Linked DNA regions of Muntiacus reevesi: all the other regions are linked to region 3. Evidence: chromatin contacts called from public Hi-C data. All regions are on one chromosome and are shown on one strand. The core of a region is the stretch at or near the end of the contact, and the rest is flanking DNA. Distances in the headings are between cores, read along the strand shown. Region 1 holds the start of EML3 (EMAP like 3). Region 2 holds the start of TUT1 (terminal uridylyl transferase 1, U6 snRNA-specific). Region 3 holds the start of SLC3A2 (solute carrier family 3 member 2).

What was found. Hi-C and Micro-C count contacts between places; a contact is called where the count stands out from the background.
Region 1: a contact with region 3 is called in a Hi-C map of blood, with 2.9 times the contacts expected there. The contact joins the promoter of EML3 here to the promoter of SLC3A2 in region 3. A contact is called at or near these places in 2 of 3 Hi-C or Micro-C datasets (blood and muscle).
Region 2: a Hi-C map of blood shows a contact between it and region 3, with 4 times the contacts expected there. The contact joins the promoter of TUT1 here to the promoter of SLC3A2 in region 3. A contact is called at or near these places in 2 of 3 Hi-C or Micro-C datasets (blood and muscle).

The regions. Positions count from the first base shown.
Region 1 is chr5:38,914,825-38,918,087 of mMunRee1.1, forward strand. EML3 (EMAP like 3) reads right to left here and starts at 1,420. Exons shown (of 22, transcript XM_065937498.1): 1 at 1,096-1,420; 2 at 82-253; 3 at 1-3. The coding sequence starts at 1,117. It overlaps ROM1 (retinal outer segment membrane protein 1), which reads left to right and starts at 1,602. Exons shown (of 3, transcript XM_065937501.1): 1 at 1,602-2,558; 2 at 2,893-3,139; 3 at 3,251-3,263. The coding sequence starts at 1,969.
Region 2 is chr5:38,894,273-38,897,446 of mMunRee1.1, forward strand. It overlaps TUT1 (terminal uridylyl transferase 1, U6 snRNA-specific), which reads right to left and starts at 1,729. Exons shown (of 9, transcript XM_065937494.1): 1 at 1,599-1,729; 2 at 1-149. The coding sequence starts at 1,680.
Region 3 is chr5:39,120,472-39,124,034 of mMunRee1.1, forward strand. It overlaps SLC3A2 (solute carrier family 3 member 2), which reads left to right and starts at 2,027. Exons shown (of 10, transcript XM_065937559.1): 1 at 2,027-2,350. The coding sequence starts at 2,236. LOC136168817 (a long non-coding RNA gene) reads right to left here and starts at 1,916. Exons shown (of 12, transcript XR_010663346.1): 1 at 1,840-1,916; 2 at 1,451-1,500; 3 at 1,107-1,191; 4 at 812-862; 5 at 425-459; 6 at 279-323; 7 at 1-8. LOC136170097 (small nucleolar RNA SNORD27) reads right to left here and starts at 1,010; the gene lies at 939-1,010. LOC136170098 (small nucleolar RNA SNORD26) reads right to left here and starts at 1,380; the gene lies at 1,305-1,380. It also overlaps LOC136170104 and LOC136170096.

The DNA.
Region 1 (3,263 bases), core at 170-2,669, 210 kb before region 3:
CTGCTGGGGAGACAGTTCATCAACCTGATGGCCCCAGAGGCCCCATCGAGGAGGAGGAGGAGGATGTGACCACGTGCATACCTGTCCCTCGGAGGGCCCAGGGTGCCAGGGTCCTGCAAGGAGGTGGGGGGCGCCTGCAGCCGCAGCAGGCGAAGAGCTTCTGCCAAGGCTGCCTTCACCAGCTCCATCTCCTTCTCCTGCACCTGAAGCCGCCGGCTCAAGGACTGCAGGGCCTCCTGAGCCGGGCCCTCACCTGGGAAAGGGGCAAGAAGCCGTCAGCATGCCACCCCCCCCCACACCCCACACCCACACCTGGGGAAAGGCTTGAGGGGATTCTCTCCCCCCCAACTTTGCATCTGTCCAATAGGACAGCCCCCTCCAAGCAACTCCAGACTTGGACGCGCTCCCAGAGGGGAGGAGACGATGGGAAAAGGATCAAGGGCCTCCTTCTGGCAGGGCAGGCGAGGAACCTGGCAGAGCTCCCTTCCTGCTGCCTGTCCCAGCCTCCGCAAAGACAGGGAGTACCATGGAGTACCAGGGGGAAAATATGGAGTTCTGCCGAGGAACGTGGGAACCACAGACGGAGGCGCAATGCTGGATGAGGGACGACAGGGCCCAGCCCAGAGGAACCGCAGGACTCCAGGGAAGGCAGCGAAACTGCGAGGGAGCACCAGGAGAGAAGCAGGGAACTCAGAGGACAGTCATCCTGAGCACTCAGAAGAGAAGAGGTCCGGAGTGACAGGAGAGGGTTAGCAGCGGAGAGCAGAGGTCCCAGCGCAGGTTTCAGGGTAACAGAGGTCAGGAGCAAAAAGACCCAACAAAGCAGGAAAAGAAGCCCAGGCTAACACAGGAGGTTCGGAAATTTTGCAGGGGCCCAGAGTAACACGGGAGGCAGGATGGCGTTGGCGAAGTCCGAAATGACAGTTGAAGGACCCAAGTAACTAGGGGGAGCGGCCTGAGGAACAGTGGAGGATGCTGGAGCCCCCGCGGCCAAGAAGCACGCGGGGACGCCCGGGACAGCCGTCGGGCAATGGCAGCGCCAGAGCGGCCGGCGCTCCGGGAAGGGGCACGCCGCCCGCCCCGCCCCGTACTCACCGGGCCCCCCGGCCCCGTCCATCCGGCCCCCGGCTTGCTCCGAGCGGCGGCGGCGGAGGAGGAGGCGTCTAAGCCGCGGGGGCCATGGCCAGGGAGAGGGGAAGGGGAAGCACCCCGGGGCGCGCGCGCGAGGGAGCCGAGCCACCCCCCGGGGGCGCTGTAGGGCGCGGGCAAAGGGCCTGGAGGGGGCGCTGTGGGGAGGGGGCCGCAGGCTCTGGGGCTCGCCGGGGCCTCGGACTCTCCCGGGGCCGCTCTCGGCTCCCGGGGGTGGGGTGGCGGGGCCGTCCCGGGCCCCAGCGCCGCAGCACAAACAGGCCCCGGACGCGGAGCCGCCAGGAAGCGCGGGAGGGGGGGCGGGACGAGGGGGGGCCGGGCCGCCTGGTAACCCCTCCCTGTCCGGGCCTCGCGGCTTGTTACGGGGGCGGGGCCAACCCTCTGACCTCCCCCCCCACCCCACCCCGGGTCCCCTCCGGCCACCACCCTCCAGGCCCTTCCGGGGTCCTGGCCCTCGGACTCCCTGGGGACCCGGGAAGGAGCGCGGGGCCCGAGGTCTCCGCCCCCAGCCCCTAGCCTCTGGGGGGCTGAACCGACCAGCCCCTCCCCACTTCCGCGAGGGGGCAGAGGCGGGGTCACGAAATCGGCCCTTTGCCCGGGGGCGGGGCTTTCCCTCAGGGGCAAAGCCGAGGCATCCCGAACTGGGACTGGCTGGGGACCCGGTGCGGCGGGTTATTAAGGCTGTGGCGGGAGGATGCCCAGGGTATTGGGGTCAGGGTGGCATTAGCCCAGCTCAAGCCGGGCAGGGCTGACGCAGCATCCTGCCACGGCCAACCCCAGCTCCTGACAGCTCTGCTGTCCCTCGGGCAGAGATGGGAGATGGCGCCGGTGCTGCCCCTGGTCCTGCCCCTCCAGCCCCGCATCCGTCTGGCGCAGGGGCTCTGGCTCCTCTCCTGGCTGCTCGTGCTGGTCGGTGGCCTCACCCTCCTCTGTAGCGGGCACCTCCTGGTCCAGCTATGGCACCTCGGTACCTTCTTGGCTCCCTCCTGCCCATTCTCTGCCCTGCCCCAGGTTGCCTTGGCGGCCAGTGCAGTGGCTCTGGGCACAGGACTGGTGGGCTCAGGAGCTAGCCGGGCCAGTCTGGATGCAGAACAATACCCTCCCTGGCGAGGGGTCCTGGGCCCGCTGCTGGTGGCTGGCACAGCGGGGGGCGGGGGGCTCCTGGTCCTCGCCCTGGGACTAGCCCTGGCTTTACCTGGGACTCTGGACACGGGGCTGGAGGAGGGCCTGGGGTCTGCCTTGGCTCACTACAAGGACACAGAGGTGCCCGGACGCTGTCAAGCCAAACGGCTGTTGGACGAGCTGCAGCTGAGGCACCACTGCTGCGGCCGTCATGGCTACAAGGATTGGTTTGGAATCCAGTGGGTCAGCAACCGTTACCTGGATCCCAATGACCACGACGTGGTTGAGTGAGTGATTTGCTTCTCCCGTCCTTCTCTTCCTTCTCTTCTCTTTCCTTGAAACCCCACCTCACCCAGATAGGCAATAATTCATCTAGTGATTGAGGGAAAGGGGCCAGGGCATGGTACCAAACTGCTCTGGGCCCATGTTTGTAAACTGGAGATGATAAAACTACCATCTCACAGAGTTGTTGTAACGATAAGTGAATTACGCCTGCCTGGCATAGTTAAGCAGTCGGTAAGTGTTTCCCTTGTTTTTCCCTTCTCAACTTCTGTGCCCTGCAGCTTCTCCCCCAGGCCTCCATCTCCAGATATCCTAACACCCCTGCCCCTCCCTTTGCAGCCGGATCCAGAGCAATGTGGAAGGCCTGTATCTGATTGATGGGGTCCCTTTCTCCTGCTGTAATCCCCACTCACCCAGACCTTGCCTGCAAAGCCAGCTCTCAGACCCCCACGCCCACCCCCTCTTTGATCCCCGACAGCCCAACCTCAACCTCTGGTCCCAAGGATGCCACGAGGTGTTGCTGGGGCACTTGCAGGGGCTGGCAAGCACACTGGGCAACATGCTGGCTGTTACCTTCCTGCTGCAGGTGAGTCAGCAGAGAGTCTTAGGCCTCCTAGGGACCCCTGGACCTCCAACCTAGGGACCCCTGGAACTGCTGACCCTTGTTAACCTCTTGCCTCTTGCTTCCCCCCCACAGACTCTGGTACTTC
Region 2 (3,174 bases), core at 479-2,978, 230 kb before region 3:
CTGGAAGTACTCGGAGAGCTGAGCAGAACCCACATCCCGGGGAAAGCCACTGACAAACACGCTTCGAAGCCCCTGGGCCTTTCGAGTAGCTCGTAGTTCTTCCAGGTGCCGGTGCTTCCGGCCCCCCAGATGGGCATCCAGGCTGGGTCCTGCAGAGACAAGCGTGAGACCAAAGCATCTGAGTCGCACTTCAGTGCACCTACTCTGACTTTGTTCTCTGCATACTGAGATCCTACTGATTCTTCCAAGCCGTTGAAACTGTGACTTTTGAATAACAAAGTCCTGGCTCCTTTCAGCTTCCTCGCTTGTCCATCTGTCTGTACAGTGCATTCTAAGTGGTCCCCAGGAGAACTGGTTGTACACAAGTATTTCTTAAACCACCTATAAGTGCAAGATAGAGCAACACCTGCACATGGTAAAGAAACTAACAGATAACTTATCCAGGTCATATATCAGTTCAGTTCAGTTGCTCAGTCGTGTCCAACTCTTTGCAACACCATGGATTGCAGCACACCAGGCTTCCCTGTTCATCACGAACTCCTGGAGCTTGCCCAAACTCATGTTCATCGAGTCAGTAATGCCATCCAACCATCTCATCTTCTGTCATTCCCTTCTCCTCCTGACTTCAATACATAGATGAACTAAATGAATCAGGACCCTACACTATCTCCCACTTATCATTTCTGAGTATAATACAGAGATTCCAAGGGCAGAATCATAAGTCACACTACCAAGAAACAAATCCCAGCTCTGTCAGAGTGTATGAAATCTTGGGCAAGTAACTTAACCTCGCTATTCATGTCTCCTCAGGTATGAAATAGATATTAATACTTCCTACCATATAGATACTATTCACACATAGCACTTGGCCCAAGTCTGGGACATGCTGAATGTGGGGAAACATAGCTGATTTTTTAATTTTCTATTTCCCTTTGAGTCAGCTGTCTGACATCACCAAGTGTTATGTGGGGCCAGAGAAGACTATCCTGGATTTCTGGCTTGCCCTACTGGACAGTGGTAGGGCATTTCTCATTCACAATGAAAAAGAAAAATGAATGATCATGTTTAGGTGAGATTATGATTTCAGACTTCAGAAGTGGAAGCTGAGGTTTCACTGGGCCTCTTGCACTGTCATAAAAGGACGTGGTCTCCTTTTCCAAACCCACGTTCCTAATATGCATACCACGCTACTTCACATCTCTGCCTTTGGGGGGCTCCTCTTGTAGGGCTTCTTTCCCTACTACCTTCTCTGTGATCATGCAGCTTTTCAAACAGAGGGTATTGAAAATTATCTCCATCTCTAGAGTGTGAGCTTCTTCACCTCTTTAAATTCCCTCTCCCCGCCCTAGAGCTGGATGTCCAATACCTGACAGTTAAAGAGGGAATAAAATAACGAAATTTCCATCGTGGAGATTTCAGATACGGGGACGCTGGGGTGTAAGGTGCTGGGACTCTCCCCACTTTGTAATCCCTCCGGACGGCGGAGAGAAAACGGAGGTGAGACCCTACCAACAGACTTGGCAAGAACTATGGCCTGTAACCCTAATCTTCGCTAGAACCCAAAGACGAAACCGCCCCCCCGAGGAGCCACCGCTTACGGTTGGCTGTAGTGATGTGGCAGAGGCAGCAGCGGAAACCCCCACGAGGCAGCGGCTCGATATCTGAATCCACTGCAGCCATCGTGACTCTCTGACAAAATGCAACCACCTCAGCCACGACCGGAACTCCCTCCTACAAATGGCAACGCTCTCGGAAGCAACTTCCGCCGGTCCAATAGGAAGTGACGTACCGTCGGCCAATCGCGCAGTACGCTCCTGCTAAAACCGAGCTCTTTCGGCTCAGGGTTCCGTTTCCTGCCGGAATTAGGTCTCTACCAGCTTTTGGAAAACTGTCCACGATGCTTATCTGCATGCGGTAAGCCAATTGGTGTGCTCTGAGCGGTTGAGACGTTGATTGGCCCCAAGGTCATGAATATTCACAGAGCAGCCACGAGGCCTGAGCCGGGTTTCTAGCCGGGCCTCCTGCTTGACAGTCGGCCGTTTCCTTGATGGATGACTTAGGGCGTGCTGTGCCCTCCTTCGAGGGGCAGTAGAGACCCATGGGGCTGTATCCTCAACCCCATATTTACCTGGTGGATAAAGGCGGGTCCTTCACGAAGCCCGGTCTGTTCCTAGCCTCCAAACCTCCTGAGGACTTTTACCCTTTTCCCTCTGCCGTTGGTCCTTTACCTGAATGGTGGTCTGTGCCCGCTTCCTAGCCCTGACTGAGGAGCTCTTCCCCCCGCGCACCTTTAGAACTCCACAGACCCACAGCCAGATGGCCTTTCTTCTTCGAAAGCGGTCTGCGTGGAGTATTCACCAGACACCAGAGCCTCCCGCCCATTTAAAGGCATGCAGCGGAAACTGCTGTGATGGCAACTGCGTAAAAACGTTGGAGGGTGCTGATTCCGCCGTAGACCGTTGTAGTGGTCATTCCTCCCGACACCAGAGATGCTGGCTTAGACCAGGGAGAGAGCAAGGGACCTGAGGAGGCACCAGGGACAGGGACCATGAGATAGAGGAGCCTATCAGCTGGGCTAAGCAGCTCTTGCTGTGTTGATCAACCCACAGCATCGGGCTGTGAAAAGAGCAGCGGGCCTGAGTCAGGCGTCTCAAACTAAACTCGAGGTAAGTCTGCTGCTTAGGCCTTTCCCCATCTCTAAAGAAAGTGCTCAAGGAGCACACTGTAGGCTTCTCTCTCCTAAGGGGCTCCTCCCGTTGGAACCAGATCGTGTCTAATCTGTCTCCCAAACCCCAAAAGGCAGGAAACACCCCAAGGTCCCAAGGGGGACCTCAATATCAAGCAGTTGCTGAGGCTGGCCTTGGGGATCCTTGAAGTAGCAGGAAAGTAGGTGGCATGAGTCTACAGTACCCTTCAAAGTGGATTACATCCCGCTCTGGCCTCTAGCAACTCCCAGAATTCCTTCAGTAAATAGAAGAGGGGAGGAAGAGTTGGAAAATACAGAAGAAACTAGACAGACAGACACACACACACACACACACACACACATACACCCACCCTCCCTCCCTCCTGTAGAATACAGAAGAAACTAGAAACACACACCCCCCTCCCTCCTATAGAATACAGAAGAAACTAGACACACACGCGCACACACACACACACCCTCCCTCCTAT
Region 3 (3,563 bases), core at 777-3,276:
AGCTGCTCCTGAATGAGAAGATCATGTAATTAGCAAAGTATCTAAAACAACCAAAACTATTCTAACTAGGGTTAATGGATAACCCAAGCCAAGCAAATGCTGTTCATTTGCTGTACCTCAGACAATTCCTATGGAATGAAATTTCATCCTTTCTCCCAGTTAGCCCCAGTGGGTTCACCATTACTGGCTCTGGGGCTAGAACAGGGGTAAGACAGGATGCCTGCTTTCCTCATTGGCACTGGAGATAAGCAAAAGCAAGCTAAGTTACAGGTACTCACCTCTTGACTCTTTGCGGGAGTCACCCTGAGCAGATCAAGAGGCATCTAGGAAACCAATAAATAAAGATAAAATAAGAGATCAAGAAACAGCACTATCAGAAACAAGAGAACCCCCCCCCATTTCCCACAATACTGAGAAAACTTACTGTAAGACAGATGACTCTATTAACGCTGTGATAACCTACAAAAGGGGAGAAAACGGTTGGTTACTCCAAATACTAGGATGAAATAAATTTCTTCATTAACAGAGACTGCCATCAGAACTCTAACATGCTATTAACTGTGGTACCTCACAGAGGATCAGCATTATCAATTCAAATCATCTGACAGTGACGTGTGGGCGAGGGAAGAGCACAACCTCATAAGAAGGAACCATGCTGCTTGCTGGGGTGCTGACTCCCTCCCCAGGGAAATCATTCCAAGAGGAACAAGCTGGAAGGAGCAAAAACACAACACTGCTCCACTGACCATTTGCTCTCCTGGTTGTTGAAAACACCAGAGACCACAACCAAGCCTCCCATTTGGAAACTTACCTGTATTCACCCTGGGAGGCAGTTGAATTCCTCAGGACTGATGAGGAGATCCTGGAGATAGAAAAACGAGGCATTATTTTTAGTATTTGAGAACTGCCATTAAAAGACCCTGGAGCATTTCGTGCCCACTTCTCAGTAGTAAGATGACATCACTTTTGAGTTCAGGCATATGCTTGTCATTTTACATTCATCATGGAGTGGCCAGTGCGATTTCAACCAGCAAGTCCCATCCTGATACTATGCTTCTACCCCCTCCCCCCCGCCCCGGCAACTGCAAAAAGCATCGCGTACCCACCTGCAGCATGAGAACACTTGATCCACACAGGGATAAGTCTTGTCTCATCCTTCCAATCTGTAAGCTCCTTTGAGTTAAACCACATCTGTGAGAAACAAAATAATACTCTTTCTTACTTTTATATCTCGTAGTTTAACTGTCCCACGTTAGTGCCTTAACAACGCAGGGCTAAAAGCCCAAACATTTGCTACGGACGGTGCTACTCAGAGTTTTTATGTTTTCTCCACTAATCCATCAGAAAGAGAGAGTTCAATTTTTGAAATCATCCCCGTAGCACATCCCGTCGGACTCCCGCATATTCAACAAGAAAAAAACGGCAGTAAACGGAGACCAAAAGCACTTACTCCAATGAGACCTGTTTGCGGTCCTTCAGCATTTGGCGCGCGTCCGAACCCTGCAGACAAAAGACATTGGGTCAGCACTGTGTCTCGTAAACTCGTTTTCCGGAGCTAAGACTGCGTTGCCGTACAAGGCCGGTCTCCTCAGAGTTTCTTATCCTCACGGAGCTCAGTACAGGTCTGTGAAAAGGGTCTCATCACAGAGAGGCCACTCGGCACGGGCCGCCATCGCCATCTTGTCCTTCACAAAGCCCCTGTTCCTTCAAGGCCTCAACACTAAGGCCACGTTTTCCCCCTTCCCCACGAACCCAACAGATACCACAAAGAGAGGCCAAGGCGCGGGCACGTTTGCACAGCCGTTTTTCTCGTAAAACTCAACAGAACAACACACTTACCGAAAGGTGTGGGTAAATGAGACAGAAGGCTTACCGCGAGACACATAAATACCATCTCGCAGAGGCCCACGGGATTTGGGGGCGGGACTACGGCGGGCGCAAGCGCAGAGGGAGCTTGGTGGATTGTGGGTAGAGATTTCTAGAGGAAGTACGAGAAGCTGTGTGCTTCCTGAAGCGGCGCCGCGAGAAAGGTGCGCATGCGCCTCAGGGAGTGCGGAGGCACTTGTAACGTGCTGCCGCGGGTCCTTTACTGCGACTTTTGGCGCTGAGGCCATCCCGGCTTCGCGCAGATCCTGGATTGACGCCCCGTGTCGGTCACAGCTGACTGCCCCACACCTTTCCCTGAGCATTCCCTTGCTTGCACACACTCTAAATCCGCGTGCAGGGTCCTACGCCATGGACCGCGAGCCTCACGAACCCTTCGCTGGCGTCATCTCGCTTCCAAGCCAGCCGCCGCCCAGCGAGCCTTCTGGGCCTGGTCCTCAGGGGCCCAGCGCGGGGGGCGACTCAGGTATTACTGGGCCCCTGGCCGATCTCGAGTGGAGGGCTCTTGCATGGAACCGTTTTGGTAAAGTGAATCAGGTTGTAGGTGCTCTTGAAATATAACAGTTTTAGGATATTTTCTGTAACCGGCCACCTTTGTCCTACTCTCTGGTCCGATTTTGCTTGGAGCTTGTAGTGGGGCTAGCGTTAGCCGACATTTAAAGCGCCGTTCTAAGCACATTGCGTGTGTGTGTGTATGTGTGTGCCCCCTCAGTCGTGTTCGACTCTACGATCCCATGGACTGTAGCCGGCCAGTTCCTCTGTCCATGGAATTTTCCAGGCAAGAATACTGGAGGCCATTTTCTACTCCAGGGGCTCCTCCCTACTCCAAGAGATTTTCCCAACCCTGGGATCGAACTAGGCGTCTCTTGCGTCTCCTGCCTTGGCAGGAGTCTTTACCAACTGCGCCACCTGGGAAACCCCTTAACGCAGATTACCTGGAGGGAATCTAGGTGTAAAAAGCTTTTGCAGAGCCGCGTACAACTCTTGCCTGATTGGCAGGGTGGTTCCAGTCATCTAAACCCTTGTTACTGAGGCCAACCAGTTTTAGTCATTTATGGTGCACACCTAGGGTATATGGCTGTTTTTAAAATGTATTATATGTACATTTTATAACCATTTATTAAGCTCTTACTGTGTGGTCTCCTGGATGACCTCATTTACTACTACAACCCTAGGAGGAGGCCATAAGGTCGTTTAGGCATGAGGAACCTGAGATCTGGAGGGGTTAATTAACTTGCTCAGAGTTACCCAGCTAAGAAATATCAGCCTAGGTGCAAATCCAGGCAGTCTTGATGACAGAGCCTGCACTTTGGATCACTCTGCTTTACTGCTGTCATCACACTGGGTATTTGGGGGCAAACAAGTACACAGGAAACAAATGGCATGATCCCTGGATACTGTTTCTCAATTTTTTTTCTTGTTGTCTTCCTCTCTCCAGGAGCCTTTAAAAAGCATTTCCGCCTCTAATCCCCACCATGAAATCTTAATAACACTTATATAACTGTGTATTTGCTTATATATTGTGGCCCTTCAGAGGGCCAGAAAGCTTCTGTTTAATATCTAGGATTTTCTGCCCTCTTCCTGTTCCAAGAGAACCAATTTTCACTCCTTTGGTGGCAGTGTTGTCCCCATGCATGTCCCAGCGAAACATAAGTGACAAATACCAAAAGAATCCCAAT